Linked DNA regions of Capra hircus: region 2 is linked to region 1. Evidence: chromatin contacts called from public Hi-C data. All regions are on one chromosome and are shown on one strand. The core of a region is the stretch at or near the end of the contact, and the rest is flanking DNA. Distances in the headings are between cores, read along the strand shown.

Region 1 (3,152 bases), core at 419-2,918:
TTGAAAAGATTAAGAGAGTTAACCTAGAAGATACAATATAATGCCTGGCAGTAAATATTCACTCTATTATTAAAAGTTTTTTGTTTGTTTGTTGTTTTGGTTTTTGGTTTACCCAAACAATTTTATTTGGGCAGCCCTGGGGACTGGGAGGAACTGCACATAAAATAAGGTATTGGGCCTCTTGTTGGTGAATGTGGCCTGTGCTAGCAATGCAGGACCTGATGGGGCAGTGCGAAGTTACACACTGAATTGATCTTGGAGTAGCGGAATTGCTTGACTCCTGGTCAGCGGCACTCATACTGACTGTGGTCTCCTCCACCTTCATGATCAGTATTCAGTGTGCTCAGGCACCCGCATCTCTGTCTGCAGGGATTGAGAGAGGGCACAGTACATGTGTACATTCCCCCATACCTCCCATCACATATAGGGGAAGAAGGCACTAGGGGACCCAATGGCCACAGCATCCGTCCCCAGCAGGCACTGGCTACCAGAGCTGTAGAACCTTCAAATTCATTTTGAGGGGCAAGGCCAGAGCCTCCCAAAGGCAATGAAATCCACTTGGTACTAGCACCTCTCTTTAAACTATAGCTATAAGGAACAGCAGGCTTCCTTGGTGGCTCAATGATAAAGAATACACCTGCCAAGGCAGGAGACTCAAATTGGATCCCTGGGTCGAGAAGATCCCCTGCAGAAGGAAAAGGCAACCCACTCTAGTATCCTTGCCCAGGAAATCCCATGGACGGAGGAGTCTGGTGGGCTACAGTCCCTGGGATTGCAAAAGAGTCAGACACAACTTAGTGACTAAACAAGAAACAGCAGTTTTCAGGTTTAGGTGCTTAGAAGTATTTTTTTTTTAATAAAGATGCACATTGATATTGTTGCAAGAAGACTTGATAACTACTCTTGAGCAGCACAAGACTATTTTTAAAAGAAAAAAGAAGATATTCTCAACATTCTACCCAGCTGGGCTAAAACTTCAGGTTCTGACCCCCAGCTAGAGTGACCACAGAATGGGAAGAACCAAAGGTACAGGAAAAAGCTGGTGTTTGTATGTTCTGCCAAACAGTTTTTCCTTTATTCAGAAGTCAATGGAAAGTCATCACAGGCATTGAGGCAGAAGAAGGCAAGACCAGGTCTATATGTGAGATGGATTACTCTGCAAGCAGAGTGGGGGTTGGAATGGGATGGGTTACACTGGAGGCAGATGGGTGAGGGAGCTCGGGTAGATACAATGCTTCTCCTTTTCCAGCCCAGGGAACGGTCTCCAGAAAGCATTGCAATTATCCACATCAGTGACTCTAGTATTAACAATTTGAACCTTATAAATCTTTTCTTCTTAGGTGAAAATAGAGTTTGTTATGAAACACTCTGTGCCAACTCTACCCGATGTTTTATACACAGTATAGAGCACACAGTACCTGGAAGGCATCCTCCCTAAGTTTTGAGGCAGCCAGTCCTGCAATGAAAGCTCATTAGCTATGCAGTCATCAAGGAAAAACTGGACTGCTTTCCACCATACCGGAGGCTATGAAAGGACCACATTCTGTGCATCAACTGGTGAGCCTGTCAAGGTTGGGGTAGATTTCCAGGAACTGTGGCAGCTTTGAAGTGTCTGACCTAAGAGAGATTAAAATAAACTTCAGTTCTGCTCTATCACACCCCAGCCAAAATGGGAGGAGCCGCCAGGGGGGCAGGAGAAAGTGGTGGAGGAGGAGGGGAAAATTGAAGTCGCAGTCTCCTCGTTGGTTTTGCCTTGAATTCACCAACACTGCTCTGCTGTCATTAAATTAGTGGAGTCAACAGTGCTTGGGGAAATAGCTACAATACATGAGTCTTTTCTCTAGTTGCTGAGGAGGGGCTATGAATGATTTTATGAGAAAAGAATCCATCCCTGGGGCCCTCTCTAACAGGATCAATTCCTGCTTGCTCCCTCAGCCACGCCTCATGTATCGCCCATCTACCTAGTCACTTAGTTCCTTAGAAACATATCTGTTTCTGAGTCTCTGAAAACCCACAAACTATAAAATGATAAAACAACTCTTTCCTCTGTTAACATTGCAGAATCAATCTTAGACTGCGTAGAGCTAGAAATAATCTAATCCAACGGTTTTCAAGTTCGTTTTAGTATCTGATCCCTTCAGAGGAAATCCAGTGAAGAAGTTCAAATAATATGTGAACAGAAAGCAGAGCTGCTTTTTTGAAAGGGATTTCTGGCTGGGCAATGCCTCTATCTCCAACACCCTATTTTGTGAATTAATTCTTTGAACACCCAGGACTTAAAGGAGCAAAGTCTGAAAGTCATGATTAAACAAGTTCTTCCATTTTACAGAGGACAAAAATGAGTCCCAGAGAGTTCAGAGTTATTTGGTTTTATGAGGGCTCCCCAGAGTAGTCATTTGCTAAGAAACACTTGTGAAAAAAATAATGTTTTCTTGAGGGATGATGATGTAGGTACACAGATATATTAAATGCAACTAGAGCATTTATCAGTGGATATTATTTTTTATTCAGCCCCTTAATTTTCACATTATATTTTAAAAAGTAAAGGAAGCGAATTTGCCATTAACCATATTAAAATTTTTGGAACGAACTGATTCTCCCTAAGGCTTACTAAGAGAAAAATTTAACCCTAAAGTTATAACCAAACATTTGAGACTATGAGAAAATCAGAATACTCAAAAATTAATCCAGAAAATGAGTGTATCCCATGCATGCATGCGTGGTCAGTCATGTCTGGCTCTTTGAGACCTCATAGACTGTAACCCACCAGGCTCCTCTGTCCATGGAATTTCCCAGGCAAGGATACTGGAGTGGGTTGCTATTTTCTTCTCCAGAAGATCTTCCTGACCCAGGGACTGAACCCACATCTCTTTCATTGACAGGTGGAATGTTTACCGCTGAGCCACTGGGAAAGCCCATGACACACTTTATAACTTGTATTTTTTATATATACATATAGTAGCTTTATTGAGCTATGATTCACATATTATGCAATTCACCATTTAAAATATACAGTTAGGGGGCTGAGATTGTGGAGTAGGAAGAGCCTAAGCTCACCTTCCACAGGCGTATCAAAATTACAACTATTTACAGAGCAACTATTAATGAGAAGGATGTGAAGACTAGCTGAGAAGATCTCTACAGCTGAAGAT
Region 2 (3,152 bases), core at 359-2,858, 200 kb after region 1:
GGGAAGTACATTTCAATATTAAACTATAAACTAGGGGATGTAAAATTGATATATTTTAATCATATAGTTAGCTTCTCATATCATCTTACCAATCTAAAGACTTCTAAAGATGGTTTTTACACTAAGGCTAGTAAACTGCAGATGATTTCTGTTTCAGTCATTTAAACTACTTCTGGGTGACCAAAGTTGCCCAGAGGTATCAAAAATAAGACAGGGATTTTCCTTTGCTAGGATGCTAAAACATTTGTTCCCTCTGTTCCCTGTGATACGGGAGACTACTCACACCCCAGACCACATGGATGGCATAATCACACAGAGCCGAAAAATACATGCTGGGTTTGCATTTCTTACTGTGGGAAAATATTTATTTCACTAAAAACAATAAATAACTTGAGAGTCAAAGAACAGTCTGTATATAAAACCAAAACAATTTGGTTACTTTTGTGGAGGGAAAGTAATTTATACGATTCCTGAGGAATAATTTTGCTTTTCATGTTGAGAAATATTAAGTGGGTATTGTTTACAGTGTTCACGTTTAAAAGTCCTTAACTTTTCACACTCTCCTAGGAAGAATTCCATTGCAAATAAAGTCTGGAGCAGAGGATCTCCTTTATAGCTTTTTTAATTTATAAAATTGTTCCTGTTTCCGCATGAAGACACTAGGGGATCTAAATTAATGAGATTGATAGAGCAAGCATCACCCACTGAAAAAAACTCAGGCATTTATAAAGATGAGAATGGGGCAGGCCACCAAGGGCCCCAGGTGGAACAAGCAAGGGATGAGACCAGGTCATGTACTATGAAATGTTTAAGTTCATTAGAGTGTCAGAAAGTGAAAAATCACCCTGCTCACTACAGGTCAGTTTCCCAGCTACAGCTCTTCCTAAGGAAAGATGGATAAATATATAATGCTGCAATCAAAACAATGATTATATCAATATATATTTTTTAAATTCAGAAAGCAATACAAGAATAGAAGAGGAAGAAATCACAATAGTACCCACTTTTCACAAATTGCTGAATTTCAAGCCATTAGACATTTTAAGAACAGTACCATGCGTTATTGCCAAAAAGGCTTACAGAGCCATCTCGAGTTCATCAATGTACCTGCAGCATCGGTAATAAATACTCAGTGATTTTAAATTTCTTTGAAGTGCATAGTAGGGAGCCTTTTCTGTATAAAATAGTGTTTTACAGTAGTAACAAACAAGATGTTTAAAATTTCATAGGCAAGCAGTAACTGTGCCACAGTAACCCTTTTAAAGCAAGATGGTAAGATTAGTAGTTTTTGTACCTCGGTCATCACACTTCCCCCAACCACATCCGTGACAGATATGTAATACGTTCTACCACTAATACAACAACAACAAAAAAGGCCATGTGCTTTAAAATGATGCTTTGTAAAAAGCAGCATCACCTTCAAATGACTTCTTTAAAAACATCACATTCACCCTCCTTCCCTGCTTCTGACACCTCCTGCGTGCTCTGCGGCACCTGGTACACCAGTTCATCCAGGGCGCTTGGGCCTGGCTTCCCACCTTTCGGGGTATCATACTGGGCCTGCGCTGAGGAGCAGCTGTCGGTCCTGGAGAGGAGAGTGTTGTATGTTCCCACCGAAGTGGGCGGTTGGTTCCCTGCAGCTTTGAAAGTGGAAGTTGAGGGCAGGCCAGCTGCAGCTGAGGGGTGCCCGGACATGTCCATGACAATTGGGGTTGCGTACTCAGGCCCGGTCACTGGCAGTGGTTCTGCATAGGCGTGGTAAACTTCTTGCACTGGGGAGCTGTAGGGATCGAGGTCAGCATACCCTGCTTCTTTCCCTTCTTCTGGTTTAAAGGTAGACCTCTGATGGAGGGGGCCCACAATTCCTCCCACAAGTGGCTGTGCGTACTCTGGGTGTCACAAAACACAAACAGAAAAGTCCTCTCATTAATGCCACAGGCTTACCCTGAAAACACACACGTCTTTATGGCACCTGTGCTGTCATGGAGATGGATGGGTTTTCCTGCAAGAATCAACTTCAAAATTAAAAAAGATGTTATCTCAAGGTTATATGTCATTGTGCCCGAAAGCTTCATTCATGGAATTCTGCATAAAGAGTGTATGTGTTCTTCAGATTTATAGGTAACTATTTCATTTGAAAATAAAGTCCATTACTGTATTGGTCTTGGAAAATAATTTCATGTTTTTCTTTTCCAAATATTAGGAAATGTTTAAAATATACACTGGGTTAATAGGATAAATACCGAGGCCACTGTGTCTTTCCTGCTCTCCTTTTAATACCCCTAAACTCCCAATAAAACCAAATGAAATTCCAGATAAGCAGACAAAATGCCCAAAGTTTTTAAGAAATGAATACCCCAATTTTATGGATAGAACATCTGAGACACAGAAATGACTCTCTCGAGGTCTTTTTTAAAAAGTGGTTCTACATTTGGAAACCAGCTCATCTCCTACACATGAAAAAGATAAAAGATACTGTAAATACCAAAGCACTTTGCAGCAAGCACAGCAGTTTCCCCTTGAGCCCGGGCTGTGCTATAATTACCTGCAGAGTCCGTCTGCAGCATGGTGGTGACCTCTCTTGGACTCAAGTGGTTCACCTCGCTACTGCTGTAGCGAACTGGGGTTTCCTCGTGCTCCACTGATTTGGCAGGAAGAAACTGCTTCATTCCTTTCCACCAACCTTCATTGTGATCATAAGCAAGAGAGACCATTAAAGAGAAAGCTATGTTTGAAATGATAACAGTATACGAAGGCAGAAATCTTGCTGCATTTAAGCCATTTCTATAACAAAGATCTATAAAATGAGCCTTGATGATCAAGACTTTAAAAAGAAAATGTAAAATACACATAAAATTTTCTCTCGTACCCTTTTTTTTTTTTTTTTTTTTGGCTGCACCCACACGGCTTCCAGGATCTCAGTTTCCTGACCAGGGATTGAATCCAGTAGTAGTGAAAGTCTGGAATCCTGACCACTAGGCACCAGGGAACTTTCTGAACCATTTTTAATTAAGCAGCTCAGTGATACTACATATGTTTACATTGTTGGGCAACTCTCACTCCAGCCATCTCTGTCTTGTGAAACTGAGATTTCATATCCATGAAGCAGTAATTTCTGATTCTCTCTTCCCCTCAGTCCCTGGCAACCAGCA

What was found. A called contact is a pair of places that touch in the nucleus more often than the background predicts.
Region 2: a Hi-C map of blood shows a contact between it and region 1, with 4 times the contacts expected there. The contact joins two enhancer-like sites. A contact is called at or near these places in 4 of 5 Hi-C or Micro-C datasets (blood and liver).

Annotation. Positions count from the first base shown.
Region 1 is chr1:42,683,358-42,686,509 of ARS1.2, forward strand. No RefSeq gene overlaps it. Among named protein-coding and RNA genes, the nearest start is that of CPOX, 15 kb to the left of the region's middle. Within about 2 kb of position 1,669, at least 1 of the 5 cell types and tissues checked has an H3K27ac peak or open chromatin away from gene starts, as enhancers often do.
Region 2 is chr1:42,888,348-42,891,499 of ARS1.2, forward strand. It overlaps DCBLD2 (discoidin, CUB and LCCL domain-containing protein 2), which reads right to left. Exons shown (of 16, transcript XM_005674883.3): 15 at 2,546-2,683; 16 at 1-1,889. The coding sequence ends at 1,420. Among named protein-coding and RNA genes, the nearest start is that of TRNAE-UUC, 71 kb to the right of the region's middle. Within about 2 kb of position 1,609, at least 1 of the 5 cell types and tissues checked has an H3K27ac peak or open chromatin away from gene starts, as enhancers often do.